Linked DNA regions of Rattus norvegicus: region 2 is linked to region 1. The links are chromatin contacts, called in public Hi-C maps. All regions are on one chromosome and are shown on one strand. Each heading gives the region's core, a stretch centred on a gene start, on an enhancer-like site or on the middle of the called end of the contact. The rest is flanking DNA. Distances are from core to core; before and after follow the strand shown.

Evidence for each region. Hi-C and Micro-C count contacts between places; a contact is called where the count stands out from the background.
Region 2: a Hi-C map of prefrontal cortex shows a contact between it and region 1, with 3 times the contacts expected there. The contact joins the promoter of Llgl2 here to the promoter of Nt5c in region 1. A contact is called at or near these places in 4 of 12 Hi-C or Micro-C datasets (frontal cortex, mammary epithelial cells, prefrontal cortex and 1 more).

Annotation. Positions count from the first base shown.
Region 1 is chr10:101,238,816-101,246,106 of GRCr8, reverse strand. It overlaps Nt5c (5', 3'-nucleotidase, cytosolic), which reads left to right and starts at 5,600. Exons shown (of 5, transcript NM_001271189.1): 1 at 5,600-5,797; 2 at 6,581-6,681; 3 at 6,755-6,815; 4 at 6,998-7,112; 5 at 7,222-7,291. The coding sequence starts at 5,618. It overlaps Jpt1 (Jupiter microtubule associated homolog 1), which reads left to right. Exons shown (of 5, transcript NM_001005876.1): 5 at 1,739-2,679. The coding sequence ends at 1,887.
Region 2 is chr10:101,547,552-101,554,181 of GRCr8, reverse strand. It overlaps Llgl2 (LLGL scribble cell polarity complex component 2), which reads right to left and starts at 3,839. Exons shown (of 26, transcript NM_001127549.1): 1 at 3,700-3,839. Tsen54 (tRNA splicing endonuclease subunit 54) reads right to left here. Exons shown (of 11, transcript NM_001109576.1): 9 at 6,523-6,583; 10 at 6,108-6,224; 11 at 5,160-5,652. The coding sequence ends at 5,502.

The DNA.
Region 1 (7,291 bases), core at 4,351-6,850:
CGAGATAGGCAACAGGATCTCTCCTAGTTCCAGGCTAGCCAGGGCTACATAGTCAAATGCTGTCTCCAAGAAAAAAGGAAAAGGGATGGGGGGTGAGCCTGGAGGCTCACTGTGCTGGCCTTAGCAAGTGAGTGGCCTGGGCCTTGCAAACCTAAACCCAGATGTATGTTTATGTTTGGGAGAAAGGAAATTTAGTGCAGTCGTCCCTGCCTGCAGAATAGGTAGTAGTTATGTTTCTCCTGTTTGGACACTGGAGCTTCTTGCTATGAGACATTCTTTTCAGGCACCAGTGTCTCCTGCAGTTATCTTGTTGATGGGCTGAGTAGCAAGTTAGTATATACAATGTTTATTTTGATGTACAAGGCCCTGAGTTTGATTCCCTCCTCTGACTTGTGTTTATACTTTATTTCTGAGGCCAGCGTTCCGCCTCCCATGTCACACATATGTGTGCCAGCGTGGCTCATCACCTCTCCACGGTGACCCTGTACCTGGCTCCTGTCACTGTCTGTTTAGTGTTTAGTCTGTAGAATTGCTTTTGGATTCTTTTTGCTTTTTGACTTTATGGTGAGAAACTAAACAGGTTCGTTGACACAAGGCAAGTGTAAATGGTGGGAGGGAATAGTCTATGAAGATAACTGCCATGAGTTGCTGGAAGATAATTTTATTTAATTTTCTTTTTGAGACAGAGTTTCTGTATGTAGCCTTGGCTCTCCTGGAACTCCGTATAGACCAGGTGGCTACAGAGATCCATCCCCCTCTGCCTCCTGGGATTAAAGACATATCATATAGTGAGTTCCAGGGCAGCCAGAGGTACATAGTGAGACCCTGTCTCAAAAGCAACACATGAACTTTTAATTCAGGCACAGAGGCAGAGGCAGGCCACAGGACAGCCAGGGCTACACAATGAAAGCAGGCCTCAAAAACCACAAACAAACACAGGTGCTGCACATCTGACGCTGATTCTTGGAGAATGGAATTGTAGCCAGGCACTAGGGATCTTTTCTCTCTCACTTCAGGGGAAAAGCTTCAGGCTGATTTTACATGTAGCTGAAGACTTACGTCACTCCGTGTAACTGAGTTCAAGGTTCATAGATGGAGTTGCCAATATGGTGCCTGCTCCTAAAACCCACCATCTCGGAGGCTTTAGGAAGGTCACAAGTTCAAAGCTCTTGGTGCTGGGCAAATGGCACACTGACTAAGAGAGGCTGCTGTGCCAGCTCCTGGATCTGAGCAGGGCCACATCCTCCTGTGACCCAGTGCCATGGAAGGTGGACACAGGATCTGTGAGAGACCCATCCAAAAGCAATAAGGCCAAGAGCCTTGGTACAGACACCATCATGCTCTGGCCTCCACGTGCACAGAGGAGTGCAGACAGTCTGTTCATATATTTTACTTATTGTTCCTTTTTTTTTTTTTTTTTGGTTCTTTTTTTCGGAGCTGGGGATCGAACCCAGGGCCTTGCGCTTTTATTGTTCATTTTTAGAAAAGATGTCCGCCTGTAACCCTGGTTGGCTTCAAACATACTATATAGCAAGGTATGACCTTGAACTCCTGATTCTCCTGCCTCTACCACATGTACCACATGGAATTAGGGCACGTATTACCACCCCTGGCCTGTTTGTATACATTTGAAAACCATAGGTGCACAGAACCATAGGCAACACACTGGCGGGTCCCATTTCTGGGTACAAACCTTTTTGTCTGCATGTTTGAACCATTTCGAAACTTTGTCTTCTAGAAAATGTGGACACAGACTTCCAAGCCAGCCTGGCACAGGTGGAAGAGAAGCCGGTGCCCGCTGCTCCTGTGCCCAGCCCAGTGGCTCCGGCCCCAGCGCCATCCAGGAGAAACCCCCCTGGCGGCAAGTCCAGCCTGGTCTTGGGTTAGCTTCTTCTGTTGGAACTCTGTCCTTCTGTCTGTTTGTTTCTTCCATGCTTGTGAACTGCACAACGTGAGCCTGACTGTACATCTTTTGGATTTGTTTCATTAAAAAAGAAGCACTTTATGTACTGCTGTCTTTTTTCCCCCCTTTCTCTCTTCCTCTCTTGTGTCTGTCTGACTCCTAGGTCTGTGGGCCGCGGCATGAGTGTGTTTTAGTAGTAGACCGGAGTAGTAGCCTGTTCTTAAGAACAGATGATCTGGTTCCTGATGTGTAGAGACTTGTGTACCAGGGATTTTGACGCTGTACTTGGCTTACTGTGGGGCAGACAGCAGCCACAGGCCCTGCCCTGCAGCCCCTGCTCCCAGCTGTCCCCAGGGCAGCGCTCTGCTCTCCTTGCTGTTGCCCCACCATACATCGGTGTCCTTTGCACAGTGCATGGTCCTGTGCCATATGGAATGATCAAAGTGGCCATACCTCACATCCCACTGCCTGCAAAGCAGAGGAAGCCAATGGCCACTGTGACTGGCCGGCCGTGGGCAGAGCCACCAGTGCAGAGGATGGCTTCAGGTATACAAGCAAGCTGCCTGGAATTGCAAGGTGAAGCCACAAGGGAGGCCGTCCCCGAGTGGGGCTGTAGGGCCCACAGGGACTCCTAATGAAAGAAGTCTGCCATGTGCATGACGCTGGAAGAACTCTGCCATGTGCATGACGCTGGTGCTTGACCATGAAGAAAGTCGCATCCCTGTACTTCTTAGTCCTGGACTGTTGCTTAAAGTAAACAATACCCAACTTTTGAAGCACTGTGTTTTGTCTCTTTTTTTTTTTTTTTTGGTAGAGGGTGTGTGTGTGTGTGTGTGTGAGAGAGAGAGAGAGAGAGACACACACACACACACACACACACACACACACACACACACACACACACACACACAGACCGTGTCTATGTAGCTGAAGCTGCCCTTAGATTCCTGACTCCACCTTCAAGTGCGGTGTTATAGGTATGCGCCACCGTGTATGCAGTGCTAGGAATGGAACCGACCGACTGAGGGTTTCTGAGCGTTTCCTGCAGGACAGTGGGTTGCATTCCAGTCCTGTCTTTCTGGCAATGTTTTGAATGTCCTTCCTGCACCTTTCCTTTCCTAGAAACTGCCACCTAACGACATTTGGTAATTTAATAAAGCATTCAGAGTTGAGCCAGTGTGGCTGGAGAGGTGGCTCAGTGGTTAAGAGCACCTGGGAATCTCTTCCAGAGAATCTGAGTTCAAGTCCCAGCACCCAGGTGGCTCACTTCTGCCTGCAGTCCAGCAGGAGGCCCAGATGGGATCCCCCTCCCTCTGCTACACCCTCTCCCACATACATAGCAGATACTCAAAAAGACACAATGACACTGTTAGCATTCCACAGGCTGTGTGTAGTACATAGCTGGCCAGAGTGGGCCTTTGTACCTCTGATCCTTGTGTAGGGCCAGACCCACATTTAAGTCTGTCTTGGAGCCGGGCCAGATGTAGGATGCCCTGACTTTGAACCCCTGCAGCCAGTCTTCTGTGTGTGGAGATCCTTTCTGTTCCCTTGTCACCTTCACTGTCATCCATCCCATCTGCTCTCACCCCCAGTGCCAAGGTAGGTTTAGGTTTCTACCTTGAGATCCACAATGGCTAATGCTCAACAATGCAGGCTGCAGAGGGAGATTCTGCATGACTACACAGGCTGCCCCACCAACTGAGGTGGCGGATGGACAGGAAGGTTCAGATCAACTGTCACAATGTCATGTGATTTCCAGATCTTGATTTAAGACCTGGCTGTAGGTCCACTTGTGTTTCTGACAGGCTGGGTTCCCTTGCCTATGGACACTGTAGTCCTATACATAACATATTTTAAAAAAGATAACTAGGTTCTAAAGCATTTTACATGTTTGATTAACAGCTGTAGCCTACAATCATTTCTGTGTATTGTAACAGGCTAGCCTCCTGAGTAGGGCCATGGCTTTTAAAGGCCTGAATTTCTCATGTGAATCTCACAGGAAGTAAACCTGTACCCATCTTTCTCAGCCTCTTAGCAAGGGTGGGGCTCCCGAGAAGGGAGTTCCCTAGTTGGTGTTCTAAGTTGATAGTTGGTCTTCACTTTATTACAGAGAGAAGCACCGGGTGGCAGGTGTTCTGGGGGTGTGGAGGTTCAGCCAACATCAGAAGTAATGGAGCAGATTTTAGGGGGCTGTCTGGAAACATTTGCAGGAGGGGGTTTAGCACCCCAAGTTAGAAAATTTGTAAAGTCACATCTTCAAACCTCTTTAAACAGGGTAAGTGTGTTTGGAAGATTGCTTAAGAACATTTGCTGGGCCAGCCGGTAGCACACTTTTAATCCCAGCATTCAGGAGGCAAAGGCAGGTGGGGCTCTTGTGAGGCGAGGCATAAACTCTTTTAAGATGTGGGGTGCTGTGGTACATGCATTTAATCCCAACACTTAAGGTGGGGGCAGGAGCATCTTGAGTTAGTGGCTAGCCAAGGTAGGTAGTGAATTTGAGGCAAACCCGAATGCCTGAAACACTGTTGCAAAAAAAAAAAAAAAAAAGGAGGGGGTGTCCAGGAGATGTTGGGGGGAAGTCTGGTAAACAGGATTAAAAATACATTGAATGCATGTATGGGGTTTGCAAAATACTTTTATATAAATTACAGAAGAGGCAGGAGAGAAACCTGCAGATAAGCAAACCTTTTATGTGAAAATTGGCTTGGCTTAGTGAAAATTCAGTCCCAAAGTAAGAACTTACCAGGATTTATTGTTTTACCAGTTTTGTTTGCTTTCTTGTGTTTTTTAAAATTTGTTTAAGTTGGGGGCGGGGGTCTTCACTCTGTAGCTCTGGCTGTCTTGGAACTCAGAGGTCTGCCTGCCTCTGCCTCTGCCTCCTGCGTGCTGGCTTTTCATTGAGGTGTCTGCTCTATCTTGCCATACTTCTGCCATGGTTTAGAAGTCATGTCATACAATGTGTAGCGGCGCCCACCTTTAAACCCCAGCACGTGGAAGGCAGAAGCAGGCAAATCTCTGGGAGTTTGAAGCCAGCCTGGTTCACATAGTTTCAGGACAGCCAGGGCTGTGTTGGAGAAACCGAGTCAGAAAAAAAGTCATTACATGAGGAAGACTAGCCACCAAGAGGGTTCACTCAAATCTGCATTTATAGGTTGATGTGATATCGCCATGGACTCTGAAATCTACAAGAACAGGTGTGGGGTGTGTGTGAACGGTTAACGTTTTCTAGAAGGACATAGAAGCTTTCGATTCTACAGGAGACCTGGGTTCCACGGAAAAAGTAATGGGCTCAGATTGAAAACAACTCTACTGTTTCAAACCAACTCTGGCTTATGAGTTCTGTCTCTTGAGAGCACAGCTCATGATCACAGTTGGCTTTAAGGGGTCCCTTCTCATCCTGTGAACTGGGACACTCATGATCTTGTCAGCTTCCAGCATGGACAAGCATGGGAGAGGCAGAGTGTGCATGCAGCGTGCGGAGCGGGTCCCCCATTGCAAAGTATTTCGGATCTTGGAGGTTATGGGAGAGGGATTCTGATGCTGCACAGGAGCTGTAGTCCCTCAAGGGACGCAATGTCTTCCTGGGTACCTAGTTGGTCACTCATGCAAATGATCAGAGTCGGGCCCGCCCACACCCTTGTCCCGGAAGCTTGTTTCCGGGTCTGGCATCCTCGGTGCTTGCTGCGGTGCTCCGCGGAGACCCCGGGCGTGGCAATGGCGGTGAAGCGGCCGGTGCGCGTGCTGGTGGACATGGACGGCGTGCTAGCTGACTTCGAGTCCGGCCTTCTGCAGGGTTTCCGCCGTCGCTTCCCCGGGGAACCGCATGTGCCGCTGGAACAGCGCCGGGGCTTCCTCGCCAGCGAGCAGTACGGAGCCCTGCGGCCGGACCTGGCGGTAGGAGACCCGACGGGGAACCTCTAGTTTTGAGCTCTCTTCGAGGCAGCTAAGCTGTGCGAATTCACAGTTCACCCCCGAACCAGAAAGCTTGACAGGGTACTCACACAACGCGCGCGTACGAACACGTACGAACACACACACGCACACACACACACACGCACGCGCACACACACACACACACACACACACACGGCTTGAAAGGGTACACACACACACACACACAGACAGGGTAAGCACACGAGCGCGGGCGCGCGCGCGGACAGACACAGGAACTGAGATCTGCAGAATCAGTTAAGCTGTGTGAATTCACAGTTCACCCCGAACCTGAAAGCTTGAAAGGGTACTCACACAACGCGCGCGTACGAACACGTACGAACACACACACGCACGCACACACACACACACACGCACGCGCACACACACACACTCACACACACGGCTTGAAAGGGTACACACACACACATACACACAGACAGGGTAAGCACACGAGCGCGGGCGCGCGCGCGGACAGACACAGGAACTGAGATCTGCAGAATCAGTTAAGCTGTGTGAATTCACAGTTCACCCCGAACCTGAAAGCTTGAAAGGGTACACACACGCCCCTCGCCCCCCGCCACACACACACACACACACACACACACACACACACTGGTACACATGCGCGCGCGCATACACCCAAACACACAGGAACCTAGATCTGCAGAATCTTTTGTGGGTCCTCTCTCTGGGGCTCCCCCTGCTGGAAGGCAGGAGCGGGACCAAGACCGATCTCTCTCTCAGGAAAAAGTGGCCAGTGTCTATGAAGCTCCGGGCTTTTTCCTAAACTTGGAGCCCATCCCTGGAGCCTTGGACGCTTTGCGAGAGATGAACGCCATGCAAGAGTAAGGAGGGTGAGGAGGGGGTGGCGGGAAGACGGCCAGTGCCCCAGGCCTAACTGCACCCCCTTCTCCGCAGCACCGATGTCTTCATCTGCACCACCCCACTGCGGAAGTACGACCACTGTGTGGGCGAGAAGGTGCTGGCGCCTGCGCAGATTTGGCTTTCCAATTTTGATTTAAAAAATACGCTTCAGAAACTGGGGGCTGGGTGAAAGGGGTTCCGTGCTTTTGAGGGCTTATCCCACTTAGCCCCCATGCCTTACTGATCTTGCATTTGGGGATCTACTAACCTTTTTTTTTATTTTTTCGATCTATACAGTACCGTTGGGTGGAGCAGAACCTGGGGCCACAGTTTGTGGAGCGGATTATCCTGACTAGGGACAAGACAGTGGTCATGGGAGACCTGCTCATTGATGACAAAGACAACATTCAAGGTTGGGTCTATTAACCTTGACCATCTCCAGGCGCCTGGCCTGCTGGGATTAAGGAGAGGAGTAAAAATAACCAGATTACAGACCGCACGTTCTGTCTTTACTGCCCCAGGCCTAGAGGAGACCCCAAGCTGGGAGCACATCTTGTTCACCTGCTGCCACAATCAGCACCTGGCCCTGCC
Region 2 (6,630 bases), core at 2,590-5,089, 310 kb before region 1:
TCTCAAGTCTTTCGCTCCCCTCTTGGCAAGTCTAACCTTGTAAAGCGGCGTCCAGCTCTACCCCATGACGGCACATCCCGACCGCTTCTTTGGTTCTTCCTACCCTACAACTGGTGTCATCTGCTAATGTGTGATCATAAGCTATGTTTGCTTCCTGTCACGCATGATCTCCTGCCCTTTGGAAAGGAAGAAAACACCACAAGAGAGATCTTGCTTTAAGGCTACCTCCAACGCCCAGGATCAAGATACAACGAGAACCTTCTGTTCAACCAACGATTAGATAGCCATGGTCTTCTCTAGTCACTGACCTTAAAGACGCTGAAGTGGAACCTACAGGGTCCTACGAGAACACTCGTGTCCTGCTCTCAAGACTCGGATAAAGGCCACTCAGACGTCAGAGACAGCATCCTCCGAGGTAACTTTGCAGGCCCTGTCACAGACTGTGGCTTTGGGATTTCCAACTCCTCGACAAGATCCCAGAATAATATTATTAAATATGAAATACTATTTGCCCTGAGAATCCAAAGCCAAGTCCCTCAAGAGATGGCTCTAGTCTTTTGCTGAATTCCTAAAGGGTAGAGTCAGGTACCTCTTGGCTTCCCTGTCCCCACGCCCACAGGAGCCTCTCCTAGCTCAAGAATTCCTCATGGTTCCTGGGAAGGGCAAGTGACTCTTCAAAGGACCAGTTTCCTCTGAGGCAGTGCAGATGGAGAAAACCATCTCAAAGAAAGCTGGGCACAGCTACAGAGCGGAGACTTGGGAGGACAGGCGGTACAGGTGGCTGATGGGCAACGCCCATGTCCTCCCCATCTCCTGCCTAAATTGTACCTGGGCTGAGGGAAACAAAAGTTGCCAAGCAGACCTGGCATGCCCCAGCATAGGAGGCGGGAGAGAGTGCTATCACCGAGGGAGATAAGAGGGCCTCCCGGAACCAGAGTGGGGGGCCAGTGCAGCTCTGAGGAGCCACCTTGCTGAGGCTGCGCCAGTTCCCCAGCCTCCAGTAGTGCACATCTCAGGTGTCTCAACAGCTGCTCCTGGCTGTCTTGGAAAACAAGGAAGCTAAGGCCCCAGAGGGTCTGTCAGACCCACTCAGGTTCTTCTACAGGATACCAAGTGGCTACCAGCCAAAGGCAAAGACTCCAGACTTTCCCTGGACTCCTTTTTCTTCCCGGGCAGGCAGGAGTGGGGAGACCTCCAAGTGTGACTGGGCTTGTTTGAAAAAGGGCAGAGCTGAACAGCAATGCCTCACTTTCCTGCCCTACCCCTATACAGGGTGTAGAGTGGACAGAGTAAGCCTGGGGTGGAGAGCAGAAACAGATCAGGTTCTATACTCAGAAGACACAGACAGACAGACAGACAGACAGACAGACAGACAGGTCTCTTAACCTTTAACCCCGGCTGGCTTTCCCAAAGAGTAAGGGAATTTTCAAGTGACAGGGAAAGGCTAGAAGAGGCAATACCCCTTCCGTACCCCAGGCATGGCCCCATGATACAATTCTGATCTTCAGCTTCAGTGACTTCAAAAGGTCACAAAATCATGAGCACTGATTTTGCAAGTTCCCTCAGCCGGCCAGGTGCCTACCTAAAAGCCAACACGAGGCTAATTGGGCCCGTTTTACGCTTCTAGGAAAATGAACAAATTCTGCAGTGTGGATGCCTGCTATGTACTAGGTCATCTGAGCTCAGGATTTCATGTTCTCAGCAACTCTGGGAAACCAGGGCCCAGAGTGGTTAAGCGAAAGACCTCAGGCTATTGAAGCAAGAACTAGAAGGTAGGATTCATAGTCATCTGATGCCTGGGATGAGGTACTGTGTGAAGAAAAGACAGCAGGCAAAAGGGAGAATCCTTTTCTGCCTCGCTTCCCACCTTCTGAACGCGTTTGTTTTCATAACTATAGATTTCCACTGCCTCTTGTTTTTTGAAAAAGGGTCTTGGGGCTGGGGAGATGGCTCAACAGTTAAGACCGTTTGCAACTTTTCCGGACGACTCAAGTTCCGTTCCCACCACATAAAATGCCTGTGGCTCTGATGCCTTCGGTTTCTGGAGGTACCTGCACTCATGTGGCGTACACTCGAATGCACACAGGAATTTAAAATAAGAACAAGAGGCCTGTTTGGCTTCCCAGTTTGTAGCCATCTTCCTGCCTCAGTCTCAGGAGTGCTGGGGTTATAGGCGTGAACCACACACCTAGCTCCATGTCTTAACGAACAGGGATTATTTGAGCCTTCCCTTTATTTATTTTTTCTGGTACTGTTTATTGAAGGTTATTTTATAGCTGGCATCAGGTAAGGGCACCTGGCGCCAAGCCGGAGTTCAGCCTCAAGGCCTTATGGTGGAAGGAGAGCACTTCCCCCATCTTGTCCTCTGGCCTACACAAACACACACACCGTCACATGCACATCCCCCCCCACACACACACACCCAGGCACACACAAAAAATAAAATTTAGATGTAATAAAAGGGACTAAATTTTGTTTTGCTTTTTGACACAGGGTTGGCCTCGAACTCGGGAGATCTGCCTGCCCCTGCCTGGCTGAGACTAAATCGTTTAATATGATTAAAATTATAGGGCTGGGGATTTAGCTCAGTGGTAGAGCGCTTACCTAGGAAGTGCAAGGCCCTGGGTTTGGTCCCCAGCTCCGAAAAAAAAGAACCAAAAAAAAAAAAAAAAATTATACCAATCTGTCACTGAAGAGGAGCTGCTGCTGCCTGAAGGAAGAGCAGAGATGCAAAATATCCTAAGGACCTGGAAATGCTCTCCAGGGAACTGGTCCAAGCTGCTCAGAGGACAGAAAGAGCTTGGTTGGAGAGCTATCAAAAATTCTGTGTGCATATGACTCAAGAAAACTACCTGAGCCATGCGAGGGAGGGGAGGAAGTAGCAATTTAGCTCAGTTTTAATCCCAGCACTTGGGAGGCAGAGGCAAGGTGGATCTCTGTGAGTTCGATGCCAGCCTAGTCTACAGAGTAAGTTCCAGGACATCCAGGGCTACAGAGAAACCCTGTTTGAATGAATTGATCAACCAATAAATACATAAATAAAAATTTAAGGAGAAAAAAATTACCCGACACATTTGTTGAGACATCTTTTCCTCCATCCTCCTGCCAATCTGCTCTGATCTCCTCCCAAAGCCACTCTAACTTTGCCTTCTTTTAGGCAGGCCACAGCGCAGCTCGGTTCTTCCCACAAACATTTCCTTGTTACCCTGACACATCTAGCTCAGAACGGACTTTAACACAGAATCTCTAGAGGCTACATCGACTTAAGGGTCCCCGTGGGAAGGGACGCGGTACCGAAGCCCCGCCCCTCCTTACCGGAAGTTCACCTGTTTCAGGTGAAAACCCTTTAAGAGCTACAGCGCGGTCACCCCAGTTAGGGCCACTTCCCACAGCTAAGGCCCAGTGTCCAACCGTCCAAACCGAGCGAAAGCAAAGCACACTTTCCTTGGCAAGAATTTTCCACTCTTTGACAAGTTCCACAGTGTAACACCCACCCATCAACGTGCAAAATAGACTGGGTTTCAATACCATTGCCTAAAGGTGTTCAGAGCCGCTCCGGGGATATAAAGGCCCCCCTTTCTACGAGAGAACCAAGTCCCACCCGCGGACTTCCTGAGTCGGAGGATTAGGAGGCACAAGGGCGGGCAGGGAGAGCGCCCAGATGGCAGAGGTAAGAGCTAAGCCGCCAAGGTAACCCACCCCAGACGCCGCTGGCGACGCCGGGTCACAGGAAGCCGGGTCGTCGGGTTCTGCGTCGAGGCCCCTCGCACAAGGGTCCCGGAACGGTGTCTCTGCTCACTGTGTCCCCCCCCGCACCCAGCCACGCCAGACACCTGTTCCCTGCTCCCGAAAGTCAACACGATTGTGCAAACCCGAGTCCCAAGTTTGGTAATCCGGGGGGCGGAACAGGAAAAGACAAGTTCTCAGCGCCACTTTCTACAGGTGTCTTTCTCCGGGACGAGCCAAACCTTGGAGATCTGGGCGAGCAGGGCAGACCTGGGCGCTGCCCTCTCCGACCCGCCTGAGAAACCTTAGGGACTCGGATCCTCGCGGGCCGCGCCGCCCCTAGTGGTCCGCACCCCATAAAGTCCTGTAAAGCCAGGTGGGCTCACCTGCAATCCCGGGCCGGGCCCTGCCCGAGGCCTCGGCGTCCCTCAGCGACCGTCACCCACCACTTCGGTTCCCTGCTCCGGCCCACGGGCTGCAGGGCGGCCGTCTGCTTCCTGCTCACCTCCGGCGCGGCGAGCGGGGGGAGGCGGAGCCGCCACGATTTACATACAGGGCGAGCCTACCGAGCCCTCGCCCCGCCCCGCCCCCGCCTCCTAGGCCGAGCGGACTGGGCGGGAGCGCATCCTGGGAGTCTTCGAGGGCGGGGGCCGCTCTCCAGCCAATCGCGGCCCCAGTAACGAGGGGCGGGGCAGCGGTGAGAAGCCGCACCTAGCGCAGCGTGCCGGACCCCGCCTTCACCTGTGCGCACCTGGTCACAGGACTGCTCACAGCTCTAGGTGTCCCACCGCCCCTGGGAAGAGGAAATAGTCCCTGAGTGCTCTCCAGGATGGACGCGACTTCGTGGAGGCAGTGGACTTAAAAACGCCAATAGTCAAGCAAGAGAGCGTGGGGCAGGACTTCACTCCCCTCCCGCGGCTGTCTAGTGAGGGGCATAGGTAGGCGGGATTCTCAAGAGAGCTTTCCATATAAATATAATGACCAGCAGAGGCAGGTTTCAGACCCATGAGTAGCGTGGTATGGGAACGAAGACATAATGACGAACTCCGTAACCACTACTCAAAGACCCCCGACTTGTGCCTTCAGAAGGGACGCTGGAGCCTGAGGTCCAAGGGGGTGGGAGGGGAACAGTCTGTAGCCAGGATAGTTTTTAGTTCAAGCTAAGAAGGCGGGGCTAACCTAACTGTGGATGGACCCTCAGTGTGGCTGGGGTACAATCCAACCGACTCAGGACGCTCAGCCACCCTCCTGACACCACCCAGGGCAGGACCAACAGATTGGACTCTTGTCTCATTGGTATTCTTCAGAAGTCCATCAACTCCGTGTTCAAAGTCCTGGGCATGTTCTCCCATGGTCCGCCAGGGTTCTCCTCCCCAACAATGGACGAAGCAGGAATGGAGGGGAGGGGTAGTCCAATAAGCATATTCAACCACAGCAGAAAATATTTTTTTTAATGGCTTTGGCTTTATGGCACGAAGCAGGCACCCCCTTGAATAAAGGCACAGAGTCTCCTCTTCTACCCCAACTCCTGGGCCTCTGAAAACAACTCCTGAGTTCCAAGGGGCGGTCACTGCCAGGTAGCACTTCCAGGCAGTGGGCTTGAAAGCACAATAACCAGGCAAGAGGGCGTGCTCTTCTTCCCTACAAACAGAAGACACCTAGGACCATAGATCCCAGTGGCCAGGTCCAGGTGAGTCCTGTATGAGAGACAGCCGACACGGTCCCTGAGAGCAGTCCAGGCCCCACCCCGGAGAAAGCCATTCCCAGAGCTGTGTTCAGTGCCCCAGATCCTGGGGCAGTGTGAAGTCTCTGAAGCTGTAGAAGGAAATGTCACCATGATCCACCAGAGCAAAGATCAGGGGAACATCCCCACTCTGGTAGGTCAACCGCTTGAGGCTGCAGAGGTCTGGGACAGGTTCATCAAACCTGTGAGAAGGAAGAGTAGACTGAGACCCCGTCATAGCCAACCATGGCCTTCCAGGGCAGGAAGGCTGTCAGACAAGAGATGGGGTTACAAGAATACTGGCCTCTGGGCTCTGCTTTCTGCAGACTCCGGGGCTCTGATGAATGCTTTCAGGAGAGCCCCAGAGTGGAGGGATAGGGCGTGTGGGTTCTCACCACTCTTAGCCAGTAAATCCCTCCAAATCAAGTCCTTTCTGCTGAGTAAGTCCAGGGCTAAAGGTGGAAGACGAGAAAGACTACCCCCCCCCCCAAAAGCCAGTAACGTGGAGCCAAGGATGGGAATCTTGGGTTCCCATGGCACCAACCAGCCATATGGCCGTAGATAGGGGCACTTAACCCCTCTGGACCTCAGATTCTTCTCGGGGACAGGGGTGGAGGGACGGGCTGGCGGCGGCTGGCGGCACTCAGTCATTTCATACCCACTAATGCACATTCGCACGTAGGGTTTGCCAGGGCTGTTTTTCCGGAACGTAGCCACAGCGTCAGCCTGGTAAACATCGAAGCTGATCTCCAAGCCCCCAGACTTCTCCAGCAGCCTGTAAGCCAAGTAAGAAACTTTAAGACGAGGACTCTCCTCTGCCAACCTGCCTCCTACCCCCCCCCCCCGCACTGAAACGTTTCCTATTAATAACTCTACAAGGAGGCATCACCAGGGGTATAGCCACCATCTTTCTCATTCTTCCCTTTCCCGTTCCCGTCACTGGGAGCTAAGGATGTAGGCAGGTGTCCCGGGGGTGATCCTCTGACTCACACCCAACTCCAGGAATCAAATCCCAGTTGTTGCTCCACCTGGCAGCCAGTGTCATGGAGACAGTGAGCAGGGCTGAGACTCACCGGTAACCTCCATCAGCAAGGTGCGTTGTCTGCAGTACAGAGATACGTTGCAGGACGGCGGCTACAAGACGTTGAGGAAGGGAGTCAACCTTCTACACACGCCCGTGA